3 separate regions of the Mus musculus genome follow, and regions 2 and 3 are each linked to region 1. The links are chromatin contacts, called in public Hi-C and HiChIP or PLAC-seq maps. All regions are on one chromosome and are shown on one strand. The core of a region is the stretch at or near the end of the contact, and the rest is flanking DNA. Distances in the headings are between cores, read along the strand shown. Region 1 overlaps Peak1 (pseudopodium-enriched atypical kinase 1). Region 2 overlaps Hmg20a (high mobility group 20A). Region 3 has its middle 12 kb from the start of Gm31529.

What was found. A called contact is a pair of places that touch in the nucleus more often than the background predicts. HiChIP or PLAC-seq counts read pairs in DNA pulled down with a chosen protein or histone mark.
Region 2: a contact with region 1 is called in an H3K27ac HiChIP or PLAC-seq map of extraembryonic endoderm stem cells, with 4 times the contacts expected there. The contact joins two enhancer-like sites. A contact is called at or near these places in 4 of 39 promoter capture datasets (embryonic stem cells, hippocampal neurons, liver and 1 more), 2 of 15 datasets of contacts at CTCF or cohesin (the NIH/3T3 cell line and large pre-B cells), 29 of 484 Hi-C or Micro-C datasets (the 3T3-L1 cell line, the C10 cell line, the CH12 cell line and 22 more) and 12 of 115 datasets of contacts at active chromatin or transcription factors (bone marrow-derived macrophages, cardiomyocytes, craniofacial prominence and 8 more).
Region 3: a contact with region 1 is called in a Hi-C map of bone marrow-derived macrophages, with 20 read pairs. The contact joins two enhancer-like sites. A contact is called at or near these places in 1 of 15 datasets of contacts at CTCF or cohesin (large pre-B cells), 6 of 484 Hi-C or Micro-C datasets (bone marrow-derived macrophages, cerebral cortex and cortical neurons), 9 of 115 datasets of contacts at active chromatin or transcription factors (T-cell acute lymphoblastic leukemia, embryonic basal ganglia, embryonic forebrain and 4 more) and 1 of 9 other capture datasets (embryonic stem cells).

What each region holds. Positions count from the first base shown.
Region 1 is chr9:56,210,551-56,214,844 of GRCm38.p6, reverse strand. The region is part of intron 6 of Peak1 (pseudopodium-enriched atypical kinase 1); the gene reads left to right. Among named protein-coding and RNA genes, the nearest start is that of Peak1os, 29 kb to the left of the region's middle. Within about 2 kb of position 1,279, at least 65 of the 459 cell types and tissues checked have an H3K27ac peak or open chromatin away from gene starts, as enhancers often do. A contact at or near this core is called in bone marrow-derived macrophages and extraembryonic endoderm stem cells, where this site is marked.
Region 2 is chr9:56,483,936-56,488,565 of GRCm38.p6, reverse strand. It overlaps Hmg20a (high mobility group 20A), which reads right to left. Exons shown (of 10, transcript NM_025812.3): 7 at 875-950. Among named protein-coding and RNA genes, the nearest start is that of Hmg20a, 68 kb to the right of the region's middle. Within about 2 kb of position 1,310, at least 8 of the 459 cell types and tissues checked have an H3K27ac peak or open chromatin away from gene starts, as enhancers often do. A contact at or near this core is called in extraembryonic endoderm stem cells, where this site is marked.
Region 3 is chr9:56,589,774-56,594,337 of GRCm38.p6, reverse strand. No RefSeq gene overlaps it. Among named protein-coding and RNA genes, the nearest start is that of Gm31529, 12 kb to the right of the region's middle. Within about 2 kb of position 1,472, at least 11 of the 459 cell types and tissues checked have an H3K27ac peak or open chromatin away from gene starts, as enhancers often do. A contact at or near this core is called in bone marrow-derived macrophages, where this site is marked.

The DNA of each region.
Region 1 (4,294 bases), core at 30-2,529:
GCCATTCACCAGGAACAGAGAAGGCCAGAGAGTGAGGGTGCAAAGGGCTCAGGTTTGATTGTACTGGATATTAGGAATTCACAGGATAAGGCAACACAAATTATTCAGCCAGTGTTTACAGTGTGAGAGTCAGAGACATAAATGTGGTTTACAAATGCAGGTATGTGGTCAGCAGTGGAACAGAATGTCGAGTGAACACTAGCAGTTCAAGCCACCTTTGGGACAAAGAATCAAGAGATAGTAAGTGACCAGCTTACATATCATACTCATGCCACTCCCATCCCCCTTGTCTCTGTTTCTTATCTTAAATTCAAAGGGCAGCAGGCTGGAAGGTCTACTTTACAGGTAGCAGACAGTGAGGGCATTCTGGAAGGGTCAGTAATGATAGCCGTGTGCTGTCTTTTCCTTCCCAGCTGCTCATACTGTGGCTTTGCAGTCATGGCCCCCTACAGTCTACTTTATACAAGTTAGCTGTCTGGGTTGACATTCTTATTACAAACATAAATGCTTTATAATGACAAATTTGCCTCAAAGGTATGCAGAGCAGTTGCCATGAGCAACACATAAAATGAGCCCCTGAACGAAATGAATGTTTGGAATTAAACTTTTCAGATTGTGTGTGAGGAGCCATTGTCCAGCTCAGATCCCCTGCTGGGACCAGGCTGTGTACATATTGTGTGTTTGACCCGGGTTTTAGAAGGTCTTGAGAGAGGGTAATCTGACCCTGATTCTGGCTTTGTTTTTTTGTTTTTCCATTTCCCAGCAGATAACTCGTCAGTGGTTAAAGTGTCCCCACCCTGTATTTGGAAATCTTGTCAGATGGCTTTCATCCGACAAGCGGTGGCCAGTGCTGTAGAAGCATCAGCCATGCTGGTCTGCTTAGTTAATAGCAACAAGATACTGCTCCTCCCGTGTGTATTTTGCCAACTCAAATATGTACCCATTTTCCCTTCAAGCCCCTGCTTTTGCAACTGTACATTATGTCGTGTAGAGATCAGCTAGCTACCCATTGTAATGGTCCCCTGATCCTTCTTGGGAGGAGGGATCAAGCTGACATGCCCGGTGAGCTGGTGAGCATGAAACCCCTGCACCCAGGGAGGACTCCTAGCCAGCTTCTACTCTTCTCATCTGGTGCTCCCTTTACTGAGTGAACTCGGCATCGCTAACGCTGATGATTCAGAGACAGAGACAGACAGGCAGGCAGGCAGACAGACAGACAGACCATGGTATATTTTTCCCACATTCAGCAGCTAGATTTTGTTCTGCTGCAATGTGTTCTGTGCTTGGATGCTGATATTGTAGCTCCCTCTAGTGTCTCTGGGGTGCAGTCCCTCAGTTCTTCAGTTGGAGAGACTGTAGACAAACACAGAATCTGCCCAAATTGGCAGCATTTTAAAAAGGCTTTCCCATAGTTTTCTCTTGTTAGGAATGTGAAATTTTCCTCATTCTGCTGTTGGTTCAGAGCGTGGGAGATGGGACCAGGATCCCTGTGGGAATAGTTCTTCTGAGGGCTCCTTGAGATGCCCCTGTTTAAGCCAGCTAGCCTTATAAGGAAAGAGTGGGAATTCTGTTCAAAAGAGATTGATGAAAACGTGAAGCTGAAAAGTTTATGTTGATCCCAAGTAGAGAAAATATTAGGTAAAGGAATTTAAAAAAAAAAAAACTGGCAGTAAAAACTTTGTCCATTTATTCTGGAAAGAGTGGTTTGTTCTCCAGAATAACTTTTGGGCTAGAAATTTATCATCTGAAGTCAGATCATTTTGAGGTATTTTTCTAATCTAAAGGAGTCAAGTTATTAATATTTGAAAAATGGCTACTATGTAGTACATAGAATAATATAATATTCCTGCCTAAATTAACATCATTGCAGCCTCTATAATAAAGATTTATGAGCTACCTATCATGTGAAATCCTATTATGGAAATCTCCACAAGTCCATGTTTGGGTTGTAACCGGCTTCACGGTTATAAACCAATTAAAAGCACAGTGCCTCTCCTCTCTCTTCTGCTCTTTCTTCTCTCGTTTTCATTTGCCCTTAAACCAGATTGACCCATTATTCTTCAGCCTGTCTGTGTAAATACAGAGATAAGGAAGTGCTACCTACTCAGCTTGCTCTCTGGGCAGGCCATTTTCCTCCCAAGCATCCAAAATAGTGGAACAATTTATCACTTCTTCTGTGTAAGTCACTCCAACCCTTTATCTCAAGTTGATCTATGAAGCCAAACATAAATTCTAGTTGTAGAATCCATGTTCTTATCTACTCCCAAAACTTTGGAAGACTTTATAAAAATATGTATGACTGCCTCTGTGTGTACATGCAGATAAATTTAAATATCACAGGATAGGCTATCTCCTTTACATTTGATCTTGAACCACCTAATGGTGAAGTTTTTCTTTTTCTTTTTCTTTTTTCAGTGTAAATTGGCATAGTAAAAAGTAAAAATTTAGTTAAACCATTTTTTCTTAGAACTAGGATGGCTTCCTTGGACTAGAACATAATGCTGATCTTGGCATCGATGGTGGTGACCTTAGCTAGGTGTAGTGACCACAGGTGTATGTAATCCCAGGAATTACATATGTAGCTATATGTAATCTCTAAGGAAGGAGTACTTCAAGTTTGAGATCAGTCTGAGCTCCATAGTGAGTTCCAGGCCAGACTGGATCCTTCATAGGACACTATCTGAAAAAAAAAAAAAAAAAAAAAAAAAAAAAACAAGAAAACCTTTACTGTTAGCTGTCCTCCCTCGGACCAGCAGTCAGCGAGCCCCGCTGCTGTGGCAGGTAGCTCTCAGAACCTAAAGGAGAAGGGACCTGGACATTTGCACACATCCTACAAACAGTGTAATTTTTTTTTTACCTTGTCCTCTTTGAAAAACTATATTCTGTATGAGTGCATCCTTTTTAACATTTCCAAGTGATCTGATTGGCTATCAGCATTACATTTGTGTATCTCAGTCGTGTGTAGATGTCCTCAGTATACTTGATCCCATTTCATCTCTCCAGCTGCCTGTGAGGTAAGGTTTCCATATTCTTTCTGTTGTTTGCTTTATGAGGCAGGCTGAGACCCAGAGGAACTGAATGAGCATGCCCAAGGATACTCAGCTATTGGCAAGGCTAAATCCCAGACCTAAGTCCTTGGGAGTGTCCTTTCTGTAACATGTCAACTGAGTTTAATTTTCAGTCTCATTCAACCAAGCTCAATGATATTTGATAGACGTTTCAAAGACTGAAGAGTTGGGACCCTGGAACCTCCATTTCAGCAGGCAATATGATACTGAGCAAATTATAAACTGCCAATGAGTTTAATGGCACCTGTGCCAGATCCAAGCCCCATACAACTAAGTTATGGCTCGTATAGGATTTTAAATACCCAGTGACACATAAACATGAAGCATTGCCATCAGTGCATTATAGAAGGAATGCCTGTGATTGATGAGAATACAGGATATAGTGCACTGCGTGTGCTCCGGACTTGGAGGGCTTTCCAAAGATAGGATTTTCTGAAAGATGGATGTTTGGACTTGAACTCCGCCCGAGGACATCTATTTCAAGATGTGAAGTTTGCTTTTAAAATAAATATAAAGCATTTTTTAAACTGATTAGGTAAGTATGTGGCAGAAAACTTGAAAGAGCTTGTTTTCGCCTATTTCAGTACATACATGTGGACTTATTTCCATACATGGACCAGTGCGATCAAGTCTCTAATTGTAATAAGCATAGGCTATGAGCAAGAGATGCTCTTTTCCCCCGAGGCTCCAGGGCCTTTTTTCTTTCATTTTTAATATCTTTATGAATAGACATCAGTGCATGCTGCTTCTCTAAGCTGGAGTTCCTTCTGCATCTCCCAAGAGAATTGCAGTTTTCTTTTTAAGTAAAATGAATAAAATAATTTTTTAAAAAAACTTGCTCTTTTCCATATCACTGTAGCAAACAGGCAGCATCCAAACCCCCAAGAGCATATATTCCTGGAGTCTATGGTACCTGAGGGGTGTGGTGTCCCTGCTGAGTAGGCCGTGCTGGTCTGTGAACTAGGGGTAAACTGCATCTGCACTCTCTGAACCTCCAGACCCCTCTGGGGTGATCTCACGTGTGTACGACTTTCATGTCCCCTTGAGATCAAAGCTTTCTCCTTGAGTCACGCCTGCTTTGCATAGACTTCCTTCTGGAAGATCTTAGTGCCTGATGTTGGTATAAGGAGCCAGTTAAAAGTGAGCATTCTTAATGGAGATGGCCTAACAAGACCCTGGCTTCAATCCCTAATAAAACAGAAAGGGGCACAGGGGTCTGTAGGATG
Region 2 (4,630 bases), core at 61-2,560, 270 kb before region 1:
GAGGAGTCCCTGTGACTCTTCTATGAAGTTCTGCTTAGCTGTCTCTCATTAGCTACCCCTCATCTCCCAAGTCTCTTTATGACACTCCAGATAGCAATTTCAACAACCATATGCCTGGCTCCCCAGAGCTATTTTAATTCTTAAAGCAACACATTCTATACACAAGACTACAACAAACAGTGGTAATTCCCACCATTCAGTTAGATTTTGCTTTTTAAAATCCTGCAGTGAGAAGCCTGAAGGGGTACACAGGGGTATCTGGGGGGACAGGCTAAGCATGGCTGTGGTTACCTATGTGTCCTGTGATGGGATCAGTTTGTAATTTTTCTTTTGTTCTTTAAAAAATTTTTTTAAATTTATTTTTATGTGTATGGGTATTTTGCCTGTATGTATATCTATGTACCACATATGTGCCTGGTGCCCACAGAGACCAGGATAAGTGTATTAAATTCCATGGAACTGGAATTACAGATTGCCATGTGGATGCTGGGAATGGAACCTGCATCCTCTGGAAGAGGTGCCAGTGCTCTTAACCACTAAGCTATCTCTCCAGGCCTCTGAACTTTGCAGTTTCTTACTTTGTATTCTGGATTATAAACTTTCATTTGTATAGACGGTTCTAGGCTACCTATCAAAAAGCCACAGCATGAGTGATTTAGATTTATCTCTTTTGACCCAGAGAGCAAAGAAACATTGGTTGCATCGCCCTTGCTTTATCTTACTGGCCACAGGGTGAAATAGCAGCCATTCTTTGCATCAGAGTCTTCTCCAGTCCTAAGGAGGGCTATCAGCCAGTGCTCCTGAGCAATGAAATCCCCTGTCAAAGACCCAGGGAACACACACATAAACACACACAAAATATAGCAGTAATCACCTTTGCTGTGGTTCAGGAATTCTTCGGTAAATATAGGGATATCAAAAACAGAGCGTTCCTTTACCTCTGTTTCTTTCTATGAATCAAGAACAAGAGTTAATTTTTAGAAGATAAATTAAATACTACTGCCCAAGACACAGGATCATGTCTTCCTTAGAGAGATAGCTGGTGAGCAGGAATCAGACCAGGAGAGCCTGGGAGGGGAATGTATTCACCGCATTAGAATGGAACGTCACAGAGCTGAAGCGGTTAGTATTAGATCTCTTAGGTGAATGGCTGCTGGGTAGTGAAGGACTACAAACCCACATGCATTTCACTAGTGAAGACAACAGAAGCCTTTTCTTAGCCCTGAGCTTTGAATAGTCAACAGTGGAGAGTTGTGCATATGGCTGGGTTAGGAATTTAAAAAGGGGTATTTCCAGTTGTTCCTACTGGCTTCCCATTTAAGCCCTATCTGAGATAAGAGTATGCAATCTAGATTTGCTGAGTGGAGAATAAGAATTCTAAGCGGATCTGCCAGTGAGCAATCATAATGGCATTCCGCTGATATTTCTCTCTGTTTACAAGGGGCAGTTTATCTTTGGGGCTCTTGAAGACTTTTCTTCAGACACAGGAAAAACAAATAAACCCAAGAAGCTAGAAATAGCCAGGCTCTACAAATAAGAAGTATCTAAGGATTATGTGAGACTGAAAAGACTAGTAAAGCCCCAATTAATCCATCCATGAACCATTATGATAGAAAGTTTCAAAAGACTGTGGGGTGGGGGTGGGGGTGGGGGTAGAACACTTCCAACGTCAAGCCCCAAGAGCAGAGCCAATATTTCAACTTTCTTTGGCTCCCATTTTTGTAATGAATTTGGAGTTGAAGGTATCATGGATATAAGTTATAAGTGTTTGTATTTAAAGTCTTGCATAAAGAGAGGAGTACAAAGTGAGGAACTGTTGTGAAATCTGAAGATTCCAAACCTCTCCACAGGAAAACAGTAAAGAAAGCCCCCAGGATTCAGTTCTATAGAAACAGGTTTAAGATAAGAGATAAAATGTATAACACAAAGGATAAAATGGACCCTTTTGCCAGGTGTGGTGGTTTTGGTGGGTCTCTGAGTTTCAGATCAGTCAGGAATACAGAGTGAGACCTCCCCACCCACCCCAACCTCCACCCAAAAGAAAAAAAAAGTTTCTATTTGTTACCACTTTTATCTTTGAACAACAACAACAACAACAACAACAACAACAACAACGGGTTGATGGCCAGTGGAGGAGCTAAGCAGGTCAGCTGTGAGGAACCTGACAGGCAGAACTGTGTCTCACACTGGTGATTGCCTAGGAAAGGACCAGCTGTAGGAACTGCCTACTGAGATGGGAAGCTGATGCTTCACACCCATAATCAGTGCTTGTGAGATCTCTCTAAAACACAGATGGCAATCTGAAAAATTATGTTTTCTTGAGAGACAGTTAATTTCAGAACACCGAATTTTTACTCTATCTTTTTGTTTTCCTAGTGGAAGAAAGCATCCGTCTTCTAGAACAGTTTGCAGGCTGACTACATGCTTGAACTTCATCACCTGGTTGTGACAGGACGAGTCAAGCCACACAACCCCAGCATGCACAGCGCATATTAGGTCCAATCCTACAACTACAAGTGACTTAGGACAGTGCCTTGTAACTTTAGCTCTCTTGCCTTGTTCAATTTACTACTCAGCTGCGCAGTGACCTCACTGCGGCCCAGTATTTCCCATTCAGAATGATAAGGCTCCCATTACCATGGCACAAAGGGCCTTTTTCCAGGTCTTGACTCTCCTCAGAATGGTAATTCCATTCTATTCTTTGCCAGAACAGTCCAAACCCAACTTATTATGAAAGGGCAGAGGCTAGCAACAGCCAGGTGCAATATATACTGCCCCTTGGTACAGATTCTTAGAGTACAAAATAAGAAACATTAAAGCAATTAAATGAAACTGTTCAGGCTCTGAATGCAACAGAGGCTTTCTGCTTAAAGGAAGAGTGGTAATAAAACCACCAGCACTCCTCCATTACTGAGTACATTACTGGGCAGAGAGGCTCCTCCTGGGGGCTGGGATATACTTAAGCGCTCTAAGGATTGCTCAAGGGATTAAAATCATAAGGATTCCATTACCTCTTCATTGAAGGGGTCTAATTTGTTCAGCCTGAGTGTCATTTTTCATAAATTAAAGGAGAAACAAAATTATTGTTTTACTCAGTTTTCACATGCAATAAAGACACTTTCAAGAGAGTAAAACTCACTGGCTCTCCTGTCTAGTGGGCTGGTTTTTGATCTGAGAAGACAAGAGTACCCCTCACTCTGGATTTCCATTCTGTATACCGAGTGGCAGGGAAAAGAACAGAGGGCTTTTTGAACACAATCTATTTCAGCCTGTGATTTAGGGCAAGGCTCAGGGCCAGAGCCATAGAAATATGCCATGCACCTCTCAAGTGCCTTTTACTTGAGACCATTCTCATTATCATCAGCCAGGATGCAGTGCCTTCTGCAGAATGGCTTCCAGGAGCATTCGTCAGCTCCTGCATGCACTCTGCTGCTCCTGTCCAGGCAACAACGACTTAGGGAATCTCAGTCAATTTAGAAATAAAATCAGCTTCTTTACTGTATGGAAACTGGTAAATCTGTCTTCACTAGCATCAAATTGACACTGCAGGATTCCTTACAACAGCATCTAGTTTACTCCATGTGCTGTTCACAGTCCTTAACTGAGATGCAAGAAACTTAGTTTCAGTCACTCTACTGCATCTAATTTAACTTTTTACTTTCTTTTATATTCATCTATCTATCTATCTATCTATCTATCTATCTATCTATCTATCTATCTATCCATCCATCCATCCATCCATCCATCCATCCATCCATCCATCCACCCACCCACCCACCCACCCACCCACCCACCATCCTTTGGTTTTTCAAAACAAGGTTTCTCTATGTAACAGCCCTGGCTGTCCTGGAACTCCCTTTGTAGACCAGGCTGGCTTCAAACTCAGAAATCCGCCTGCCTTTGCCTCCTGAATGCTGGGACTAAAGGCATGTGTCACCAAGCCTAGCTCAACTTTTAACTTTTTAAAAAATTTAACTTATTTTAATGTGTATGAATCTTTTGCTTGCAAGTATGTCCATGTATCATGTGTGTGCCTGGGGCTTGCAGAGGCCAGAAGAGAACTCTCCTGAGACTGGAGTTACAGTTATGAGTTACCATGTAGGTGCTGGGAATTAAACCCAGGTCCTCTAAAAGAGCAGCCAGTGCTTTTTATTACTGAGCCATCTCTCCAGGCCCCCTCTAACTTAACTCGAATACATTCTCTTATCCTAGGCAAGTCACCCCTTCACTGGCAAGACGGGGCAGTTGAACAGTGGTCTGAGGCTTTAGTATTTTAGTACAGATTAGAAATCTGTTCTCTATTGGGAGCTCACTTACTCCTTGTAAGAGAAATAAGTATGTATTTAGAATCCATGATGTTTTAGGTATTTTACAAGACACATTCTCTTTTTACTAACTCTTGTGTCTGCTGAAACATTCCAAATACCACAGCACATATGAACATCAGAGGTCAACCTTGAGTGTCATCTTTAAGAATGAGCAATCAATTGTGTTTGTTGAGATGGAGTCTCTCTTTGGATTGGACCTTGCCAATTAGGCTAGGCTGGTGGCCACCAATACCTAGCCTATCTCCACCTCCCATGCGCTATTGTACATAGACGGGTGCTAGGGATCGGACTCACACCCTCGT
Region 3 (4,564 bases), core at 223-2,722, 380 kb before region 1:
TTTCTAACCTTAGCTCAAGCAGGAACCAGGCTGCTTTTCACACTCCTACCGGATTTTAGTGGCTTGGAGACAGAGCAAGGTGCCCGTGATACGCAGTACCTTCTGGAGAGCAGTGCTGAGCACAGGAAGGAGTCCCATGGATTCGGTCGATGCTGAGAGCTGAGACAGAAAGTGAACCCCATGCTTTGTGGCCAAAGACCACCTGCTCCCCTTCTTCTCAGGCTGTGTCCCTGAAGCCAGCAGAGCCTGTGGGGAGTCAGTCCTCTTCTGCAGGAAGAGCTTGGAGATGAGAGTGGGGCAGGGACCGCACGTTTGAAATTCCATCAGGCACTCGCAGACTCTGCTCCCCGGAGCCCCCTGCCTTTGTTCCATTTAATCAATACGTAATTAAACTGAAATCCCAGCTTAAGAATTTCCAGCGGTGCTAAGACCAGAATTTCAGAGGGTCTGGCAGAGCCACAGCTCCTGGATCTACCTGCTATCAGCCCCTCACTGGCCTGGTTTACTCCATCCTTTTGGCCCTCAAGGTCACCTTCCTCAGAAGGTCAGGCTAGTGTGCGGCTCCAAGTGTGACCAAGCATCTCAGGAAGGAACATACCCTCAAGACCTCATCCCTGCCCCTGGCCAGTAGAGTCTGGTCACCTTCACATGAGAAGGGGAAACTGAGGAAAGCAAGCTGTGGCAGAAGAGGGACTCTGTCTTTTCTGCCCAGCCGTCCCCTCCTGTCTCTTTGTTTGAGGGTCTTGAATAATCCAGACAGGTATAAGGCACTAACTATGTGTGCTGAGCACTGCCTGGGTATAGCATGCATGATTTCAACTCCACCACCCATTAAATTCTCACCAGTTCCCTATGGAGTTAGATGCTCTTAACTCCATTTTAAAGATGGGGAAGCAGACTTAGAGCAGGCCCGGTGTCACTAGCTGATTGGTGGAGTGTAGGCTTTGAGTCTAAGTAGTGTTCGTTCTAGACTCTTGAGCATCAAAAGCTATAGTATAGTGGGACAAGCCTGCCCAGGGCTGCCAGGGAGGACACAGACTCTGAGATACCTTGTTGCCAGGAGCCCGCCCCATCATGAACATTCTCCCCCCACTACATGGTCCTCTCCAAGCCCAGAACTCGCTGTTAGGAGAGAAATAAAAGTTTCTTCTGGGTCTCATTTTGTTGGCACCTGAGGATGGTAGGCTTCTACATGGGCAGCCCTGTGTTCAGAGAAGTCAGGAACCCTTAGACCATTATTGGCCAGTAGAAACACATATAAACTAAGCAGGCGAACAGAGAATGGCTGTCACCCAGGTCCAGTCCATCTCATGCCTGATCTAGGTGGCCGGAGAGCCACACAGAATGGTGATCTGACAGAAGGCTATGCCGGAGACTTCCCCAACACGAACATGGCCCTCCCTCAATGAGAACCAAGCCCGGCACAACGCACTAAGGAAGGGAAATGACCCTGTTCCCTTCAGAAAACAGAAGTGGGATTACCAAACATATTGACTCATTGCCTTTGTAAATCCCAGAGGAGCTGGGGCCTGACAGCACAGGCCTAAGATACCGGTTACAGAGGAGGCTATGGTGCGGAAGATAGGAAGTTCAAGGCCAGCCTGGGCTACAGAGTGAATGCAAGTCCAGCTTAGGCAACTTAGTGAGACCCTTTCTCTAAACAAGCAGTGAGAAGATGCAGAAGTGGTAAAGAGCTTGTCTCACATTCAAGAGGCCAGAGCCAGGAAAAGAAGGAAGTGGAAGGAGGGAGGAAGAAAGGATGGAAGGAAGGAGGGAAGGAAGGGAGGAAGGAGAGAAGAAAGAAGGGGAGGAAGAAAAGAAGGAAAAGGGGGTGGTGGGAGACGGTCATAACTACTCACTATTGTGGTCTGGTCTATCTAGGATCACAATAGTGAGCAGAGATGTCTCAGATCCTGAGACATAACTGACAAGCACCTTGGAGGCATCAAAGCTGAGCCTGCTGAGCCCGGAGACAAGTCTACACGGAGACCAAGATGGTAGAAAGGAGTGCAGCCACCCCTGGAGGTTTCTGGACTAATATATCTGTCTGGGGCCCAGCCTCACCTTTCCCTGTACTTACAGTAATGCAGAAAGTCCACACAGAACTGGAATTCAAAAGAGTTCTGGCTGGGAAGGAGAATGTGGGGTTTTTCATAGCTGAAGAACCAAAGAGAAGGCTTCTGGGCAGGGGGCAGGGAAGCTTCAGCAAAGACGCATGAAGAAGCCCTTCAGCCTCTGCCCCTGTGATCCTCAAGATAAGGTTATCCCTTATCTTGTCAGTTATAGGACCAAGGACCAGAATTTGGACATGGCTGTACAGCCAAGACAGTCTGGTCAGGCAGGTAGTGAAGCCAGGTTGGACCACTGTGATCTTCGGTTTCAATTCCAATGGAGATGCTGAAAAGCCTTGGAGTACAAGATGAGTCTTGCAACAAGACGATATCCATGGAAGTGCCCGGAATCCTGCTTGGGGTAGAGGAGGGATTCGGTGACTCATTCCACCACTGGGGCCCATTGTTAATGCACGAGTCTGAAGGTGGACAGAATGAGACCTCAGCCAGCAAAGCAGGCAGAATGCACGGTAGGCAGCAGGGTGAGAGTGGTGGCAGTGACCTGCTTGTGATGATCACACTAAGCTGGCCCAGCCTGGTGGGCAGCTGGCCAGACTTACCCTTCTTCATCGGAGCCCCAGACAGCTGCACTGGGGCCAAAGTAAACCTCCTTTCTGGGGACATCCCCAAGAACTCCTCCTGCCTCATTCCCTCCAGTTCATACCAACCTTTAAGGATGATATATGGCCAAGCACAGAGAAAGGGCAAGCAGAGATTGGAGCGAGGGCTAAGAAAATGTGACAACAGTTCAGCTCCCAAGGGGCAGGCAGGAGCGGGTGGCTGGCTCAGGGTGTGACAGCCATGGTGATTAAAGTCCTCCTGGCCTCCCTCTCCATTGCCAGGCTCTTTTGGAGGAGCTGGCAAAGACTTTCAGCCCTCAGTTATATAAGGGCAACAGAGGGTCCAGGCCCTTCTTTTGGAGGAAGCGCAGTAGTTCCAGGACCCTGCCTCCCAGTGTCTGCTTCTCTTAGCCAGAGTGCAGCCTGGGAAGAGGTCAGCAGGGCAGCATGGGTCAGGGGAGGTGATTTTGAGGTATGAGGCCGGTAGGGGGGATCTGGGAAACACTGGGAGTCATAGAAGACCACTGAGAGCCACCTGGCCTCATCACTCAGCATCTGTAAGGTGCGGAGGTCAGGCACAGCTACGTTCCGGCTGCATGTCAGCTCAGAGATTGCCATCTCATTCTCCTTCTGGGATTTTCTTTTGGATGTTCTTTTAGAAGCAGGGTCTCAGGTAGGCCCAGGTTGGTTTCCAACCTCATTATAGAGATGACCTTGAACTCCCACTCCTGCAGCCACCTGGGATTAGAGAAGCTTGCCACCACGTGTGGTTCAAGCTGTGTGAGACCAAACCCAGGGCTTCAAGCGTGCTCAGCAAGTGCTCTGCCAACTGAGTCGCACTCCCAGCCCCTATCTCAGAAAATTTTCATAAACTGTCATACTATTATCTTCTAATCAGCTTACTTATGGAGAAAGTTTATTTGAAAAGACAACCTTCTGTCAGTACCTGAAAGGAAAGAAAAAGAATCTCAGCTTCCATAAATAGATGTTAATGGAAAGGAAAATACAATGCAAGCTGTAAAAACAAAAACTGAGCCATATTCTAAACTGTGCAAGATCGAAGCTAGGGGTCCTGGCCCTGGCCCCTCTCAGGGCCTCACCCTGAAAGTGCTCAGTAGATTTATGCTCTGGGAATGAACAACATGGTCCCTCCATTTGGCTGCTACTCTGCTTATACGGCAGGTGGGAAAATTAAGGTCACGATCACAAGTCAATAAGGATCGGAGATCTGAAGACAGGCATTGTAAAGAAAGACTTTTGTGCTTTTCTGGGCTCCTCCTGATAGACAGTGACTGAGAGCCCTGACCCAGCCTAAAACTGAGGCAAACAGGAAGGCCGGGAGAAGGCTGACCTCTGGGCATAGGGCACCATGACAAGCAGGACGCTGAATTACCTACACCAGTAATAAGCCTTGATGCTCTGCCCCCACATCCCCGCAAGAGCCACAAGGGAGACCCCCTTTATTGCCCCTGACTTGCCTTTATGTCCCATAGCCCCAGCACAGCACTGGGAAACCTCCCGACAGAAAAGTCTCTTTGTTGAAACTGAAGACTGTCCGGGGGCTGGTCACTGTGGTGAGCAACACTGCTGTCCCCATGGCTGTGACTCCCTTGGGCTGGGGGGGGGGGGGGGCATCTGCTCTGCAGAACTGAGCTCTTGCAGCACAGTCAGCATCCTTATCCTCTGTGGAAGCCGTAAAGCCAGAGGCCACACTGGTGCCAGACAGAGTGTAGTCTGTCCTGAGGGAACAAGGGCCTCACAGAAGCATGCACAGTCAGAGTCCAGGTTTTGCTTTGTGGGACCGAAAATTCCCTCTCCTCTTCCAAGGCCAGAGCCAAGCTGGCACCAAACATACACGTGGTGGTCTAAGGCTGGTGCTCCTGAAGTGGACCT